Regions from separate parts of the Mus musculus genome. Here region 1 is linked to region 2. A link is a contact called in public HiChIP or PLAC-seq data. All regions are on one chromosome and are shown on one strand. Each heading gives the region's core, a stretch centred on a gene start, on an enhancer-like site or on the middle of the called end of the contact. The rest is flanking DNA. Distances are from core to core; before and after follow the strand shown. Region 1 holds the start of Gsto1 (glutathione S-transferase omega 1). Region 2 holds the start of Calhm1 (calcium homeostasis modulator 1).

Region 1 (4,298 bases), core at 148-2,647, 710 kb before region 2:
ACTATCTGAAGGAACCCCTCTCCCCGTAAGGGCCCCCACCCCTGTTATGGTAAAGTAATTTCAATGTTGCTTGGGAAATCCTGGTGCGAAATATAATTCTTTTCCACACTGAGTTTCAGTAGGAAACACATCACACAAGGCATTGTGCCCTGTTCTTGGACTCTCTCGTTGTATTAGAACAATAAATATCTTTTATTTTTTTCAATTCAGTTTGAGTTTCTTTGTTAGAGTGAAAGTTCCAACTAATATAGAAAAATTGCTTTTTAAGAAAAAAAAATACGTTCTTGTGTTCAAAACCAAATCTCCTATCCAAATGAAATTAAAATCGTTACAAAGTGACAATTAATTTTCAAATACTTCCTTAGGTTACATATTTTAACATTTAGGGAAAAGAACTGCCTGCCTAGCCAATTCTCCCCATGGACTAAAAGTCGTTTACGAATTGTAACTGCATACATGAACTTTTTCTTAAGGGTGAGCTTCCAAACAGAAGGTGTCTAATAATTGTTCAAAAGATCCCCCAAGACATTGGAAGGGAAATGGTCCAACGAACATGGTATCGGGAAAAGCCAAGAGACTCACCAACTGTAGATAACCCGTAGGTCAAAGACTGTTTGGATATGGAGGCTTTGCAAAGGCTTGACTCTGACACTTCCTTGTGTTTACAACCTAAATGACTGTGCACACGGCTCAGAACTCTGCTAGGCGGGTGACCTTTGTGCAACAGCGAAGCAAGCCTCTAGTTCACCAAGAATCCCAGGACCCGAGCTGAGACAGCCACCCCAGGGTTCCGCAATCTAGTGTAAACCACCAACCTCACCGTGGGGGGGTGGGGAGGGGAAACACGCTTTTTTTGAGCCCCAGACTGCTTAAACAGGCTGCCCTAGAGCCCTGGAGTCCATGACAATTCTCCCCTTGAAAAGAGGGTGAGCAACTAAAGTCTCCTACAAAAGGCTGAGAATATTTCCCCCTGACCACAAAGCCAACGCCGCGAGGGGTTGAAGCCCAGCCGCCAGCGGCTCCGGAGCCATCGCCCTCGTCCTCACCGGATTCCCTTGGCCTTCAGGACCATCAGCGTCCTCTGAGCGAAGGGGCAGAACCTCATGCTGTAGACGCGGATCTGGCCCTCCGGGACCGGGCCGGGGGGCGCGCTTCCTGCAGGAGAGAGGAGACAGTCACGGCCCGGATCGCACAGGGATCCCGGGCATCCCCGGTACACGGTGCGTCCCCGACACCAGTAGCCTCACCCTTCCCCAGGCTCCTGGAGGATTCTCCCGACATCGCTGAGCCGCCGTGCAGGCCGAGAGCCACGCGGGTTCCGCTCCCGTTTGCGGGCGACTCTGGAAGCACGAGGTCTTGTACACTGTCCTAGAACTCAGCCCCGCCCAGACCGCGCCTCCTGGCCGGGAGCCGCCCCCGCCTTTAAAGGGAAAGCATCGGCCGCTGCGATCCTGGATCCTGATGCTGTGTGACGTTAACCGGTGGGCTCCCAGGTTCGCTGCGGAGGTAGTGCAAGGAGGAACAAAACCACAGAGACACACACCCCGCCTCCACACAAGGGGTCTTGTGGTTTCTTGTGTCATGTGATGACCACCTGGAGCCGGCCAAAGCAGAGATGCTCAGAAAGAGCCACCCCATCCCTCCAGGCCGAAGGTTTCCTGTCTGCCTTCACACAGGACTCTGGCCCTGACCTCCATACCTCCCACACCCACTCCACTGGTATGTGAGCTCTAGCTCTGCCCCCAAATTTCCAACATTCCAGAGGGGTCTAGGAGGTGGTCTAGCCACCTGGACGGTCTTTTCTTCTGTCAGTACTAGCTTACTATAAGCTGCCATCCCTATAGTCACCTACAGAGGCACATTTCGGCATATAGAAAAGAGCACACATCTGGATGTTATTAGCCTCCGGACGCAGTTGTGCTTTCAAAATTCCATCCATAAAACATTTGTCTGGAAGCCTAGAAAGAGCACACGCTGGTTTAAGCACAGTGGGCTGAGAAAATTTAGCCTTTTGAGTCCATAAGAAAAAAAAAAAAATCTGGCCAGAGGGCTTGCGAAAACTGCTGTCTTCTTATTCAGGCATGAGGAGAGTTTGCCTCCAGGATTCGCAAAGCTCATGGATAAAAGCTACTAACTCCGGGGCTATTTATGAAAGAGCATGCCTGGGTTTTGTTTCCAGCTCTATTATTGGAGAAGCAGAGAATGCCCTTGGAGCCAGCTCCAGTTTTGATCCTGGCTTCTCCCTGTGCTCACTAGAACTACGGAACAAAATGCCAAAGTGACTTAAATGACTCATACGTCTAACAATTGCGGCCAGGAAATGGCAGCACCCTAGCAGGCAGGGCTTGCTGTGGATGAACTAGCAAACATTAATTCTTCAAATAAAGAAAGGAAAATATACAGAAAACCACTGTGCTACGTTACTGGTGGCCATTATAGTAGGGATCATGCCTAAGTCCTAGCAGCTGAGAACATAGCCCTCAAACATCTGGGCATATATCTCTACTGGCCACAGTCAAACTGCCACGGGACTATATATTTTGTTGTAGCTGTAACCTGAAGAGATTAATCTGAGTCGACTATATTGCAAGAAGACGAAAAAATTAAAAACCCTAGTGACAAGAAATAGTTTTTAACCTTCTACGTAATGTTCACCTTCACTGCCCAGATGTGTCCACCCGATGCAGCAACCTTCTGTAACTTTTCAGAAGAATGATGGGTAATTTCATACTGTCCAATTTATAATCTATATTGACAGGATCAAATTCAGGTTGTTGAAGGTCTTATCAACTGCCTCGCAGATGGTGTTTTAATAAAAAACTTTTATTTCTATATGTTACGAATAGCTAAAATATCTGACTATTAGCTTTTATAACATCTCATTCCAGCTATCAGAGAATGTTCCAGATAAGCTCCAGTCATTCCAATAAACCTGAAGACACCATGAATTCTGGGAGTAAAAGAACTGGGAAGATAGATCATTTCATAAGAAAATTATCCCCAAACAGCAGCCACCATCCTTTGGCAACCAAATTGTCCACACAAGTAATAAAGACTCCTTCAAGGTCATCGTGTAGAAACAGACTGAGCCAAACCACAGCTTGACCAAGCCATAGCCTGGCCAGCACTGTTTAATAGATTGCCTCTCACCACTCGCCCCAAATTCTTCCTCTCTTTAAATCTACAACCATGTCAGCATGGCTTAAAGGATGAAACACTTAAATGGCCATTTTGATTAAAACCTTTTCATACATGTTTACGATTACTTTCATTTCTTTCTTTGGGTCAGAGTTGGGCCTCTGGCCTAAGACTTTGGTTACATAAACTTTTCTGTTTGATTTCATTAAGTCTGTAACTGTCCATAGCAGGGAAAACAGACTTCATTAGAGTTTTCATGGAAAGATGCTAGCTAAATAGTTGAATGAACAAGCTAGAAAGGCCCAGAGTCTAGTCAGTGAATATATATCTACATCTACATCTACATCTACATCATCTACATCTACATATATATATATATATATATATATCTCACAATAAGAAGCCATGCAGGGACAAATGGTTCACAAATAAAGGAGCTTAAATTAAATGGAGAGGAGAGTAAAATGACTTAGTTGGGTGCCACAAACCGGGCCTAGCCGTCCCCCCTCAATCCGTGGGAATCAGGGGTTCGGACAGATGGGCATAGAGTCGGCAAGAATTGACACGAGAGAGTGTGTTGGATCTGAATGTAATTTGTCAAATTGAGCATTAAACTTTTTATACAGAAGAAAATAGGGAAGTTAGGTGACACACTGGCAAGGTACAATGAGGTTACCGGATTCTTACACAAAACAGAGGAATGCAAACACGAAGGACTGGCAAGAACCAGCTGGAATAAAATACAATGTTAACAACTGGGATCAAAAGCAGCCCCATCTAAGGTCCGCTTACAGGGGCCAACGCTTCATGCCCTTGCCATAATTCCTACTCTAGTCTATTGTATAATCCACCTTCCCCCTAGGCCATTGTGAATTCCTGTGTATGGGTGTAACTCAGCTATCTATAGTTCTGAGTATCTACTCTGGTTCCTTCCTTCTTCCTAGTTAATGGTAAATTCCTGTGCAGGGCAGTGACTCAGCTATCCATGCCCAGGGTCAGCTCAAGGACTGACTGCCTAGGACTGGTGAAGAATCTAACTTAGCTATATGTCAAAAATTCAATCCTTAGAAGAACTTATAATAAAGCAATATTAAGGGAAAGCACACAGATCCATTTACCAACTAAAGCAAGGATATTGGAGCATTCCTTATGCAGGATGC
Region 2 (4,877 bases), core at 217-2,716:
AGAATGACAAAGGAAGGTGCCCAGCAGCATCCTGCTCTGACCTCTACCTCTGCATGCTACCTCTGCATGCTCATGCCAGGGTACAGTCATTCTCTCTCTCTCTCTCTCTCTCTCTCTCTCTCTCTCTCTCTCTCTCTCTCTCATACACACACACACACGCGCACACACACACACACACAGCGGGGGCAGTAGAGGGTGGACAGAAGCAGGCACAGATAGACAGAGATAAAGAAAAGGAGATGGAAACAGAGACACAGAGACACTGAGCTAAGCTGAGAGGTCATGATAGTTCTTGTGAATGCAGGCAGATGGCTACCGCAGGTACCTAACGTAATGTGGTTACATGCACATTTCTGTAACCAGACAAAAGCCATCCAAGGGCATCCATGGCCAGTCAGAAACACAAGGAGATGTTCTTTCTGATGTTCTGCCTCAGCCTGACAGAGAATCACCCTGTTGGATCTAGATCTGACATGCCTGTCTGGAGGCTGCAGGATCAAAGGGTGGGGGGCTTCCCCTTGCGGCTCAACCCATCACCTGCGGGCCGGGGGTGGAGAGATAGAAGAAGAAGCCTGGCAAGAGTTTGCCACCCATAACTCACAAATACAGCCACAGCCACAGAGACACAAACATGAAACAGACTGAAACCCTAACTTGGGCAACCCATCCCATCCAACTCCAGCTTCAATTATGATGACAAAAACCTTAGCACTTAGGAGTCTCAGACAAGACCATCAGGAGTTCTGGCTCCTTCTTGGCTACATAGTGAGTTGGAGACCTTGTTTCCAAAAGAGAAAGAAAAGAGAGTCCCCCAAGTCCAGGTTGTTTTACTGTAGACCACACTTACATTGTAACATCATCTCTACATAACACATTGTAACACCTCATCATCTCTATATAACACTGTCACATTGTAATGCCTGCCCCTCTGCCATCCCTTCTATGAGTAACATCCAATCACCACTGCCTGGTGCAGCCCTTAGCACCGCCATCATTTCCAGGTCATCTTACTATCATTGTCTCAACTGATGGGGTTGCTCCCTGGGGTCCTGGCGGTGTGGAGATGGATACAAAGAGAAGACAGGCTTCCCCAGAGCCCAGTGGCCTCTCAAATTCCAGCTTGTCTGCACCTCTTCCTCCCTCCCACACCCAAAGAAAACTGGTCCTCATCAGGTGCAGCTCTGTAGCTCTCTAGGCTGCAGGCAGCTGGAGAGAAGGGGAGGGAGGCTAGAAGGAGGGACACAGTCCTGGCTGTACCCACAGGATTGGTCACGCTGCGCCCTCTCTGCCAGCACCTGTTTAGAAGGCTCCTGAAAGTGTGACCTCATCAAGTACCCTGAGCTTTGCTAGTCCAGCCAGGACAGCCCAGTCATGAGGTGGATGCCTAGTGGGCAGGGTGACCTACTGGAGCTGTGTGGGAGGCCACAGTGAGAGGCGACGAGGCTGAGGATCCCCACGGAACACAATGGATAAGTTTCGGATGATCTTCCAGTTCTTGCAATCCAACCAAGAGTCCTTCATGAATGGCATCTGTGGCATCATGGCGCTGGCCAGTGCGCAGATGTATTCTGCCTTTGACTTCAACTGCCCCTGCTTACCCGGCTACAACGTGGTCTACAGCCTGGGCATACTGCTGACGCCTCCCCTGGTGCTCTTCCTGCTTGGTCTGGTCATGAACAACAACATATCCATGCTAGCTGAAGAGTGGAAGCGCCCCGCAGGTCGCCGGGCCAAGGACCCAGCTGTTCTACGCTACATGTTCTGTTCCATGGCCCAGAGAGCTCTCATCGCCCCTGTCGTCTGGGTGGCTGTCACACTGCTGGATGGCAAGTGCTTTCTCTGTGCCTTCTGCACAGCTGTGCCCGTGGCCACACTAGGCAATGGCAGCCTGGTGCCGGGCCTGCCTGCTCCAGAACTTGCTCGCCTACTGGCTCGGGTACCCTGCCCTGAGATCTATGATGGGAACTGGCTGCTAGCCCGAGAGGTGGCCGTGCGGTATTTGCGCTGCATCTCTCAGGTGAGGGGGCTGGGTCTCTTCACAGGGTCCCTGTGGGAAAGTTCCTTCTCAGAGTGGGGTTTCCCCCTCAGAGGGCCGTGGGTGGGGGCATGCATTCCCAGCTAAGACTCAGAGCAGAGCCCATGTCTTCTGTCAAACAGGGTCACCTGGAGAGAGTGGATGGCTCACCTCCTCCATCCTGAGCTCAGATCTGAGAGGCTGAGAGATTTGCATCCATTTCCTATCTCAGGCACAGGCGGGAGTGAGGCCAGTGGGTGGCTAAGCCATTTGGGTACATTTCCCTGGCAAATACTCCCAGCTGGTGCCTGCCTGCTTCAGGAGTGGGAACTGAGGGTCTGGGTATCTTGAACAGGATGGGTGAGAGAGATGGGTGCTTGGGATGAGATTTAAAGGACCAGACATCTGGGCATCCTGCTCTGGAGCAGGGAACTGTGTGGTGTTGGGAGATGGGCAGGAGGCAGTGTCTGCTCCAGTGGGGCTGGAGAAACAGGCACACTCGGCTCTGGCTGGTACAGACCCTGGCTCCCTTCTTGAGAAAGGGACTTCTGCATGGCCTCTGTCACCACTCAGGTAGCCTAGAGGATCTCCCACCATGAGTGTCTAAGCCACTCTCTTTACCTCCTCATCTGGGGACCCCTGTCCCATCATCCTAGGCCTCAGACCCAGGAGGACCTGTCACTCCACTTGACCTTTACGCTGTCACACTGTATGAGCTGGAAGTCCCCTCTCCAAGAAGCCACAGGCAGCCTGATTTGCAGACAAGTCTCCTGTGACTTGTAGACACTGAATTCCGAACTCACTTTAGAATTAATTGACTTTATCTGGAAATCAAAAATTGTCAAAGAGAAAAAAAAAATCAGATTTCCAGCTTCACTTGGAACATGAGACAACCCAAGTCCTCTGTAACCACAACTGCTTAGTGAGCAACACGGGAGGGAGGCCCCTGACTGAGTCATTTGCTCTGTATTTTCCCACCCATCCCCACGGCAGCCATTGGCCACCATTAACACACCCCTCCCCCACACACACCCTCTTCTCTGTGCAGAAAGGGGTCTGACCTGCAGACATGCAGGGGTGTCCCGCTCTGTGCCCCATGGTGCGTGTTCGAGTCTGAGGACTATCCAGGGTACCTCTGGAACTCCTTAAGAGTCCATCTTAACCCAATGAAAGAAGTGCTCACCTTTAATCCCAGCACTCAGGAGGCAGAGGCAGGCAGACTTCGAGGCCAGCCTGGTCTACAGAGTGAGTTCCAGGACAGCCAGGGCTACATAGAGAAAGCTTGTCTCAAAAAAAACAAAAAAACAAAAAAACAAAAAAACAAAAACAAAAACAAACAAAACAAGACAAAAAAAAAAAAAAAAAAAAAAAAAAAAGAAGAAGAAAGAAATGCTGATGTCAGTTCCAGAAACTGAAGGAAAGGCCCGGAGCTTGGAAGAAGAAGGCCAGTAGGCCTGGGGAGATCCGGAAAGCCTTCTGAAGGAAGAGGCATGGCCCCTAGTGGTACCATTACCAGAGTCTAGCAGAGAGTGCTATATGCAAGCTGTCTTTTTTTTTTTAAAGATTTATTTATTATTATATCTAAATACACTGTAGCTGTCTTCAGATACATCAGAAGAGGGTATCAGATCTCATTACAGATGGTTGTGAGCCACCATGTGGTTGCTGGGATTTGAACTCAGGACCTTCAGAAGAGCAGTCAGTGCTCTTAACCATCTCTCCAGCCCCACAAGCTGTCTTATAGCCACTGTCTGTTTAGTTCTCATAAAACCCCTGTGTGTGTGTGGCGGGGGTGGGGGGAGCGCTATGGCTAGTAGCTCCACCCTGGAGGTAGAGAAACAGACACAGAAAGATCAAGTGAAGAAAGCCTCATGATGGGATGTTGTGTTAACTCCTGCCCACTGAGTGCCTTGCCAAAGCTGCACATTCTATGTTCCCAGGATCTGTCTCCTGTGAGGTGGAGTATATGGTTATTTTACATAATGGGGAAATAGAGACCACGAGGTTGCATGACTAGATCCATGGCTGGCTTCCCTTGGGGAAGTCTTTGAAGGGTCTGGACAGGTAGATCTGCTGACGTCCTTCTCTCCCCACAGGCACTGGGTTGGTCCTTCGTGCTGCTGACCACATTACTAGCGTTCGTGGTACGCTCTGTGCGTCCCTGCTTCACGCAGGTCGCCTTTCTCAAGAGCAAGTACTGGTCCCACTACATTGACATTGAGCGCAAGCTCTTCGATGAGACATGCACAGAGCATGCCAAAGCCTTTGCTAAGGTATGTATCCAGCAGTTCTTTGAAGCCATGAACCATGACCTGGAACTGGGTCATACCCACGGAGTACTGGCCACGGCCACAGCCACAGCCACAGCCACAGAGGCTGTCCAAAGTCCCTCGGACAGGACAGAAGAAGAGAGGGAGAAGTTGCGTGGCATCACTGACCAAGGCACCATGAATAGGCTACTCACAAGCTGGCACAAATGCAAACCACCACTGAGGCTGGGCCAGGAGGCACCACTGATGAGCAACGGCTGGGCTGGGGGCGAGCCCCGGCCTCCACGCAAGGAAGTGGCCACCTACTTCAGCAAAGTGTGAGCTGTAGCTGGCTGCAGAGGTAGGAGTGGAGATCTGAACCCATAGCACTTCAAAGAAGAACAATAATTCTGAGGCATAGCCACAAATCCAGCCATTCACCTGCTGGCGTGAAAAAGGAAATTCCGAGCAGACGGGCCTTGCTTGCTTAGCTGCCCTGGGTGGCCTGGAAGCAATGCTATCCTATGCTTCATCTCCTGCAGCTTCAGTATTATAAGTGTTCAGATCTGGCTAATGAGAGCAGGATGCATGGCTGGTACCCAAGTCTCTTCCCA

What was found. HiChIP or PLAC-seq counts read pairs in DNA pulled down with a chosen protein or histone mark.
Region 1: a contact with region 2 is called in an H3K4me3 HiChIP or PLAC-seq map of bone marrow-derived macrophages, with 4 times the contacts expected there. The contact joins the promoter of Gsto1 here to the promoter of Calhm1 in region 2.

What each region holds. Positions count from the first base shown.
Region 1 is chr19:47,852,072-47,856,369 of GRCm38.p6, reverse strand. It overlaps Gsto1 (glutathione S-transferase omega 1), which reads right to left and starts at 1,397. Exons shown (of 6, transcript NM_010362.3): 1 at 1,248-1,397; 2 at 1,047-1,155. The coding sequence starts at 1,281. Gm30021 (predicted gene, 30021) reads left to right here and starts at 1,454. Exons shown (of 2, transcript NR_166768.1): 1 at 1,454-1,719; 2 at 2,889-3,259.
Region 2 is chr19:47,140,763-47,145,639 of GRCm38.p6, reverse strand. It overlaps Calhm1 (calcium homeostasis modulator 1), which reads left to right and starts at 1,466. Exons shown (of 2, transcript NM_001081271.1): 1 at 1,466-2,017; 2 at 4,111-4,605. The coding sequence starts at 1,466. The coding sequence ends at 4,605.